Regions from separate parts of the Mus musculus genome. Here region 2 is linked to region 1. The links are chromatin contacts, called in public HiChIP or PLAC-seq maps. All regions are on one chromosome and are shown on one strand. The core of a region is the stretch at or near the end of the contact, and the rest is flanking DNA. Distances in the headings are between cores, read along the strand shown.

Region 1 (4,453 bases), core at 747-3,246:
TAAGCACAGAGGGTCAGAAGCAGTGATGCAGACAGAGAGACAGACAGAGTCAGAGACCGACAGAGAGACACATTCAGAGAGAACACAAGCTAAGTAAAGAACAGACAGAACGAATGAGCAGAAATGCAAACAGCTTCAGCCAAACATGAGCACCCTTTAAGGTGTCACCTCTCATCCCATCCCTAATTAGCTTATCAGATGAAAGGGTGGAGAAAGAAGAAAGGGAAGTAATCAATAAGTAATGACAGCAAATGAACTGGAGAAACAGCAACCTCTATACCCAGGATGACAACAAAGTCTGAGACCAATGCAAACCACAAAGAGAGGTGGTGCCCAAAATGCTGAAAGTCAGAGGCTGTGAGGAAATCTTCAAGGCAGCAAGAGAGAGAAAGAGACCTTACGTACAGGGAGCCCAGTAAGACTCACCCCTGACTGTCAGCACAAATCCCAGAGGACAGAAAGATGGCACTTGTAAGTGCTCAGCGGGGTGGGGGACGGCTGAGAACCCTACATCTAGCACAACTGTCTTTCCAAAAAGAAGGTGAAATAAAGATGTTCCCAGATAAACAACAACCAAAACTGTGAACGTGTTGCTAGCACAGCTGCCCTGCGGGGAACTTTGGAGAAGCCAGTGGCACTGGACAGCAGCAAGCTTAACTCAGGTAGACAGACACAGAGAGAGTTAGAGGAACAGCTAAAAGACATTGGTACGGGTAATTATAAAAGGTGGTCGGTGTGGTGGTTTGAATGAGAATGGCCCTCATAGGCACATATATTTGTATGCTTGGTTCCCAGTTGATATTTGGGAAGGTGTGGCTTTATTGGAAGCGAGTCACTGCGGAGTGGGCTTTGAGGTTTCAAAAGACTAAAACTATTCCCAGTCTCCCCCCACCCCCGCCCCTCACCCCTCTCCAACTTGTGGATCAAAATATGAGCCTGCCACCATTACTTTGCTTGGCCATCATGGATTCTAACCCTCTAAAACCAGAAACCCAAATTAAATGCTTTCTTTTATAAGTTATCTTGGTTATGGTGTTTTATCACAGCAACAGAAAAATAACTAATACAGAAATAAATTTTTCTCCTGTCCTTTACTAAGTGACACACGGTAAATTAAACATTTGCCACATCACATATATGCACACATATATGGTAGGGCTTTAAACATATGGAAGCCTAATATATTTGTCAATCTCAGCACCAAGGAGGTAGGTAGGAGGAAGTCCACAAAGAGCTAAAGCAATACAGTGAGGTAAGCTACATAGCATTGTAGCTGTGGTTGTGACATTAGTAGAAATAACAATACACACAAAACCCACACAAAGGAAAGGGGGTGTTATTAAATACTAATATTTCTAGGCATCACTTGTTACAAAGAAACAAATCAGAAGGAGGAGATGTATCTCTGTGCGTTTGAGGCCAGCCTGGTCTACACAGTGAGTTCCAGAGCAACCATGGATGCAGAGTGAAACCTTGTTAAAAAAAAAAAATCTGAAAGGAGAGACCAGTGAGATGGCCCAACAGGTTAAGGTGCCTTGCTGCCAAGCCTGACAACATGAGACCCACGTGGTAAAAGGAGAAATTCAACTTGTCTTCTGAGGTGTGTGTGTGTGTGTGTATGTGTGTGTGACTTATGTATGTGTCTGTATGTGAATGTGTATGTGTGTGTGTCTGTATGAATTAAAATCTTATACTGTTTACACTAGTCAAAAGGAAGCCATAAAGAATAGTGGAGGGCTGGAGAGATGGCTCAGCTGTTAAAGGCTAGGCTCACAACCAAAAATATAAGAATAGTGGAGAGGCAAACCTTGAGCCATCTTGGAGACTGAATAAAGTTAGAGACACAGTTCAGCTATATCAAATGTCTGAGTGGTTGCCAGTGCAGGCTTGTCTGGAACACATGATCCTCCTGTGTTATAGCTCATACTATAGATAAACTTGAGGGAGGACTAGGCATAAATTAAGATGGGGAACTCCATAATGGGGAGGGTTTTCCCCCGTGGGGTTTACTCTCCACTTCTATTCTTACATGGGGTTTTCCAGGTGCTTCATGGGTAAGATGTGTGTTGGGAGTAGGGGTTTTTGGTTTCTTTATTCTGTGATCTTTTGGAGACAGGGTTTCAAATAGCCTAGGCTGACCTTGAACCTGCTGTATAGCTAAGATTGGCCTTGAACTTCTGGTCCCCATACAAGCCTGGGATTACAGGCTTGTACCATGACGCCTGTCTCTTTTGTTTAGTGTTTGTTGAGACACTCTGTAGTCTCAGGCAGCCCTTGAGCTCATAGCGATGATGATCCTCTTGCTTCAGCCTCCTGAGCGCTTACCACAGGGTGTGGTGAGGGTGGGCAAGAGATTTTGCAAGGGTAAAGGCAGGGAAGGTATTAAAACGAGGCAAAGGACAGTCAGCCGCCAGAGGCCATGTGCGCCTGAGCCAGCTCTGTGGTTACATCACCGTGTGCTCCCTTTCTGTCTGTGGACTTGTCTAGCCAAGCTCATGTGTCACGGGGGCTTTGTTTCATGGTTCCAGTAAGGAAGCTAGCTGGTAGCTCTGGCCCCATTCTTCTGCCTCTCCGTGGTGGTCATGGGGAGCAGGGTGGGTCAGGGGGAGGCTACTAGAAGGGAAGGAAATAATTGCTTTTTAAGTTGCCTGGCAAACAGAGGACAGTTTTAGGGCTCTCTTGTGCAGGTATACAGGTGTTTGGGGCCTCCTCATGGTCATGTGTCCTTTTAATATATTCTGGGAAGGGCATTTTGTGACATCACAGGGCCACTGACTAGACCAGCAGGCTTCTGCATATATTCATTCTCAATAAGCTGGTGCCAAACTGTCCTGATACTGGGGCATTTTCTGATGCCTAAGTTAAGCAGTTTGTCTTTAAGAGACTGACACACAGGCCCTAGTCAACTTCATGAGGACCCAGATCATCTCAGCTGTAGGAGACAAACTTAAACCTACTGTGTCATGAAAAGGTGGTAACCTGAGGTTTCAGGGCAAAAACCCTGGACTGCAGGCAGCCTCAACAAATCAGGCTTGGTTGCCTGGTCCTAACACAACAATGGGGAACCAGAGTGAAAAGTAGAGACTTCACTGTGGTCACATTTAAAGAGGAGATAAAGAGTCCAGTGGCCTTGTCTGGTTTCAGGAGGCTAAACAGAGGAAGCATCGGGGCAGGAAACAAAACCCGTGCTTACTCATGCAGTCCTGGCAAGGTGCACTTTGGCTGCTCATCAGCTCTGCCCTGGCTCTGCCAAGTAGTCCAAGAAGTCTTTATCGTTCAAAGGGATGGTGGGTAGCTGCCCTCCCCTTGGGTCCTACGGACTTATGATTGCTGGGGGCAGATTCATTCCGTAGTGTGAGGACACTCATTAACCAGTCCAGATGTTCAAGGAATCCAAGATGGCTGTGAGGAAGAGGCTCAGGAGGGATTGAGAGACGGCAGGCAACAGAGCTCAGGGATGATGAGTGGAGCTGGGCCTATAGCTACTTCTCATCCTTGCCAGCTCCTGATGGCCCATCCCCCTTCCTACGCTGTGCAAATCAAAGTGTTCTATGGTATCTCTGAGAGTTGAGCCGTGTTCACCCTCCCGTGAAGAGCCAATGCTCAGCCCACGAACTGCCTTAGCCAAGTGCAGTCGGCAGCCTGGGCTCCCCGCCTTCAACACCCAACTTCTGCTGGGGAAGCATTCTCCACATCAGATTGGGGTGGGTGGGTGCCAAGCCCCAGCTATTTTGTTCTGAGGCTAGAAAGCCTCGGCTGACAGTGAAGCAGAAAGAGGGAGCTTAACTTCCTGCCACCATGAGTCTGTGGCTGGTGGGCAAGGGCAGGGAGCAAAGGCAGTGGTCCTGAGGGGGCCTGGATGGGTCACTTGGGCCTCAAGAGCAGACCATCAGTCCATGCTGTCCCCCTTCTTTGATCTCCCCTCAACTGTTCTTTTTTTTTTTTTCTAATGTGCCTTGTGTGTGCACGTGCACGTGTGTGGTAGGTGGCTCACCAGTGCCCTCTGATCCCATTTGTGGCTTTCCAGTTGTCACCTACAGCTATGTTGTCAGACACAGAAATGTATACAGGGGCCATGTGAAAAATAGCCTGTTCAACAAGTGGCGCTGTCAAAACTAGATATCTACCTTCAGAACCAAATCAGATCCATATATTCCACCCCACACAAGAACAATTTAAACTGGATCAGAGACCTTGATTTAAAACCGGAAACACTGAAACGTCTGAGGAAAACTTCAAGGTCTACATATAAGTAAGAACTGGATGAGGGACAGGGCAGTATGACACAAACCTTTAATCCCAGCACTCGGGAGGCAGAGGCAGGCAGATTTCTGAGTTTGAGGCCAGCCTGGTCTACAGAGTGAGTTCCAGGACAGCCAGGGCTACACAGAAAAACCCTGTTTCAGAAAACAAACAAATGGACAAGTGCTGGCAAGGGTGACTCCTGCCAGGT
Region 2 (4,203 bases), core at 1,409-3,908, 380 kb after region 1:
TCTTGGGGGACAGTTTCAATGTAAGCCATACGCTGCTCTAAACAGGAGTGAAGTGTGTGGCATCAAAATAAAAGGCTTGAAATAATAAAAAAAAAAAGTTCCCGGGAAGACCCTCCCTCCATCTCCCATCCTTTCTCTTGAATGAATTCCTACATTCAACTCTAATTTCTTAATCGATTTGACTCTTTGTATTGTTTATGGGGAGTTTAAGAAATCAGAGAATTAAGGCTAGAGACCTTCCCCACCACCCCTTCTGGTTCCTCTGTGCTTGGCCAGAGACCACCTATTCATTTTCTGTCCCTAACTCACATCCAGGAGAGAAGCCTGAGTCAGCGAGTGTGCTCACCTGTGTTTATCTTGTGGCAGCCCAGATTGTCTGTAACCAGTCCTAGGCTGAAAGCCATCTGCCTCTGTGTTCGTTTCCCTCTCTGCTTCCCCGTGCCCATGTTTTCAGATGAAAACAGGCTGTTCTGTGTACAGGAAGAACACTTGCCTGGTAGATCTGGCAGCCTCCTGTTCCGAAGATTTAATGGATCTGTGGCTGTGCATTGTCAAGCTAACAAGCAGTGCCCCGACTGGTATAATTGACAGAAGTTTCTTCTGTTGCCTCTTGTAACATCATCTGATGCTGAGAAGTATAGAGTTCAGACATCCCAGACTCCTAGTCAGCAAGGAGCTGGACCCACTGTGGGGATGATGCACGGTGCTCCTGTTTCTCATGTGGGCAGAGATTATCCGGATGGCCTGTCTAACCTGGTTTCAACCTTGGCTATAGATGAGTTCTGTGATCTAGGCAAGTTGCTTGACTTCCCTGAGTCAAAGGAAGTGTTTTAATTTGTTAGAGCTAAAACGGGTGCCTTATAAACAAGTGAGAGACACTGCTTGCAGTTGTGGAGGCCCAAAAGTCCTAGATCTTGGCTGGCAGATTCAATGTCTAATGGGAGTCCTCTGTCTGGTTCACGGTATTACCCACTTGATAGAAGGACAAAAATGTTCCTTCAGGCCATTTCTGTAAAAGCTCTGCTCTCCTGACCAAGCTTTCTCCCAGACGTCCCACTTCCTAACAGTACCACACCTGGTACTGTTGGTTTCACCTTGTGAATTTGAGGAATACACCAATACTCAGATGATAGATAGCACAAGGCAATACCACCCAGGGCTGAGATAATTCACATGGGGCATTAGCCAGCACCTTCTACTTGCAGTGGAATGGCATGGCTGCCCTATCTGTCTGCCAGCACAGGGACTCATCCTCCTTCCTTCCTTCTTGCTGTGACTGTTTTGATCTTGTATGCTGTCGTCACTTCTCTAGGCTGATACTGCCAGGTCACTCCTGGACATATTGTCTGGCACTTGCCCTACTTGTGAGACAGAGAGAAGTGGGGGGGGGGGTCCTTAAAAGTGATGGAGAATTTCCCAGCTCCCATGTCCCTAGTTTGTAGAGCTAAGGTACCAGACAGAACCATTGAGCAGCAGAGCTATCCCAAGCCAATGGCTTCTCGGTCCCTTTTCTCGTGAACTCAGGATGAAGTTCACAGACAATGGGTGGGTGAGTTTGGAAATTAGAGTTAGTATAGGATTTTAGGTGGGCACTTGAGAGGAAAACCGAAGGCAGAGCCCCTGTAGAGCAGGAGGGGCCCCCAGAAAATGTGGTATTATCGAGCAGCTAGGCTAGGGGCTTCTTGTAGTACTTAGAGCAGAAAGTGCATGGGGAGATGAGCTGGTCAGCCCAGTTGGCCTGCCCATGGGTGTCTGGATGTTTCACAGTTTGACTCTATCTTCACATATGGTCTAGGCAGTATGGCTCACACAGATTGTGTAAAACAAGAGAATTCCCCTTCTGGCATTTCTGGCCTGTAGCCAGGACAAGACGGAAGACACTGTTGGCTTGTGCTCAAGGACAAGAATGGTGGTCCCTGTTCCTAAAATGTTTGATCTCTTTAGATATCCTGCTCTCATCCCCGGGGATGACTCTGCCTGGATACTGTGGGTGAGATGTTAGTGATTCATGACAGAGCATCTTGAATTCTGAAAGCTGGAACTGTCAGGAAAGAGGCTAGCGGGTGGGAGAGTACAGAAGGAAGGGTGGAGTACAGTGGAGAAGACAGTAAGAGTAGAGAATGACAGACTCTCAGAGAGTAGTGTGGCGGCCTTACCTGTGAATAACTTTATCAGATTCCAAATATTTGAGGAGAATAGAGAAAGTGATGTGGCAAGAAGTGATTGGAGAAGCAGCAAAGCAGGCAACCTACTGACAAAAAACCATGTTAAACTCCTCAACTCCATCCAGCCCTCAGATTTGTTACCAGAAATTGAGAGCTGAGCTTATATATTTGAATTTGGATAAGATTGATTAATTAACTGATTGAGTCAAGAAAATGGTAGGGAAACGTCCATCTTCTCCTGGTCGCTTCTAACCTCATAGTTTTCTGGGAAGTAGACTAGGGGCTTTGTCATCTTAAGGTAAGTGTGGCAGGTTTGGAAAGCATATGCCTAATGGTGTTCATGAAGTAAGCCCTACACTGTCACTTCTAAGTAGTTCTAGTAGCATAAAATGGGATGTTGGCTTAGTGGATATTTTGTGATATTAAATGATCTTCATGCGTCAGCCCGACAGGGCCCTGGTTAGATCGTAGTCAGGCTGCCTTAGCTCATTCTATACTGAGAGAGTATTAATGAAATTAGTCACTGCACAGGTCTTAACCTAAGGATTCTTTTGCTGTTGCCGTGGAAACCAGAAAGAAAAACATGGGCTGAGAAAGAAAAATAATCAGCACTAAACATCAGTAAAATACTTTGGCAGCAAGCCGCTTTTCTTAATACTGAATTTTTAAGAAATCGAGAGGCCCAGAACCAAGCCAAGACTAAGAAGGTTCTGAGCAAGTCATGAAACTGAGGTCATGTGTCACTGTCCTCAGGAAAAAGTGTGGGAAGCAAATGGTAGCCCCCTTTTTTTCCTTTTACCAATAATGAATTCCTGTGTGTGTGTGTTTGTGTGTTTGTGTGCACATGCAAGTGTTTCTAGCAGTGCCAGGGATGGGACCCAGGGCCTAGCTTACAGCAGGCACAAGTTTGAGCTGTGCTGCCGAATCTCTTAACAAAGGATCTCATCATTAGCCACGTTGACATAGCTGCAGAACATATCAGCTAAACAGGGCACCTGTATCTAGGAGCCTAATCACTTTGCTTAAACAGAAAGAGGAACTGGGTGGCTCTGGGAGAGACAGATATTGTCTGCTGAAATGGTTTCTTCTGGTCAGGAAAGGGACAGGGATGTGAAGTGGTGGCAGCCTGATCTGGGCTGCAGAGCTGTGTGTGGTTTATCCAGGGGTCCTGGGATGCTGTGAGGCAGAGGAGACCCTCCATTCTGAGTACCAGCGACCACCCCTTAAGGGTGGTTAGTCAGAGCCTTGTGTCCCATGAGACTGGTTGCTGGAATTGCTTGTCACGTGTGGGTGTTCTTTGAAAGGATGGAGCACTGTGGTTTGCCATACCAGACAGAGCTCAAGAGGATGGGCAGAGGCAAGATGGTGGTAGAAAGATTGAGCCTTGTGATGCTGTTGACAGCAGAGACTGAGGCTTGGGTGATGAGAGTGATCATGGAGAACAGTTGATGGCTGGACCTGGGATGCCCACTCTTCTGTCTTGATATTCGGAGTTTTCTCCTTGGTCTTCAGCTACAATCTGCTATCATTTGTTTGTTTGTTTTGTTTTGTTTTGTTTTTCGAGGCAGGGTTTTTCCATGTAACAGACCCCAGAGCCCTGGCTGTCCTGGACTTACTGTAGACCAGACTGACCTTGAACTCACAAAAATCTGCCTGCCTCTGCCTCTGGAGTGCTGAGATTAAAGGCATGTGCCACCATGCCTTGGAAGCAGGCATTTAAATCTTTTTTTTTTTTTTTTTTATTTTTTTTTTCATTTAAATCTTGATACAAGCAGCTGGAGTGTGTGTGTGTGTGTGTGTGTGTGTGTGTGTAAGTACACATACACGAGTGTGCTGACAGATTTGTAGCGTAACACAAATCTGTTAGGTGTCTGTGACAAGAATAAACTATCAGTGGCTGAAAAGTAACGTCAGAGTATCAGTCAGATTACATATATATTGTAATAAATCATTAAACACCCATTCAGAGAGCCGGGCGGTGGTGGCGCACACCTTTAATCCCAGCACTTGGGAGGCAGAGGCAAGTGGATTTCTGAGT

The links. HiChIP or PLAC-seq counts read pairs in DNA pulled down with a chosen protein or histone mark.
Region 2: a contact with region 1 is called in an H3K27ac HiChIP or PLAC-seq map of microglia, with 4 times the contacts expected there. The contact joins two enhancer-like sites. A contact is called at or near these places in 1 of 484 Hi-C or Micro-C datasets (embryonic stem cells) and 1 of 115 datasets of contacts at active chromatin or transcription factors (microglia).

The regions. Positions count from the first base shown.
Region 1 is chr11:61,645,310-61,649,762 of GRCm38.p6, forward strand. No RefSeq gene overlaps it. Among named protein-coding and RNA genes, the nearest start is that of Grap, 5.8 kb to the right of the region's middle. Within about 2 kb of position 1,997, at least 82 of the 459 cell types and tissues checked have an H3K27ac peak or open chromatin away from gene starts, as enhancers often do. A contact at or near this core is called in microglia, where this site is marked.
Region 2 is chr11:62,024,738-62,028,940 of GRCm38.p6, forward strand. The region is part of intron 1 of Specc1 (sperm antigen with calponin homology and coiled-coil domains 1); the gene reads left to right. Among named protein-coding and RNA genes, the nearest start is that of Gm39988, 24 kb to the right of the region's middle. Within about 2 kb of position 2,659, at least 35 of the 459 cell types and tissues checked have an H3K27ac peak or open chromatin away from gene starts, as enhancers often do. A contact at or near this core is called in microglia, where this site is marked.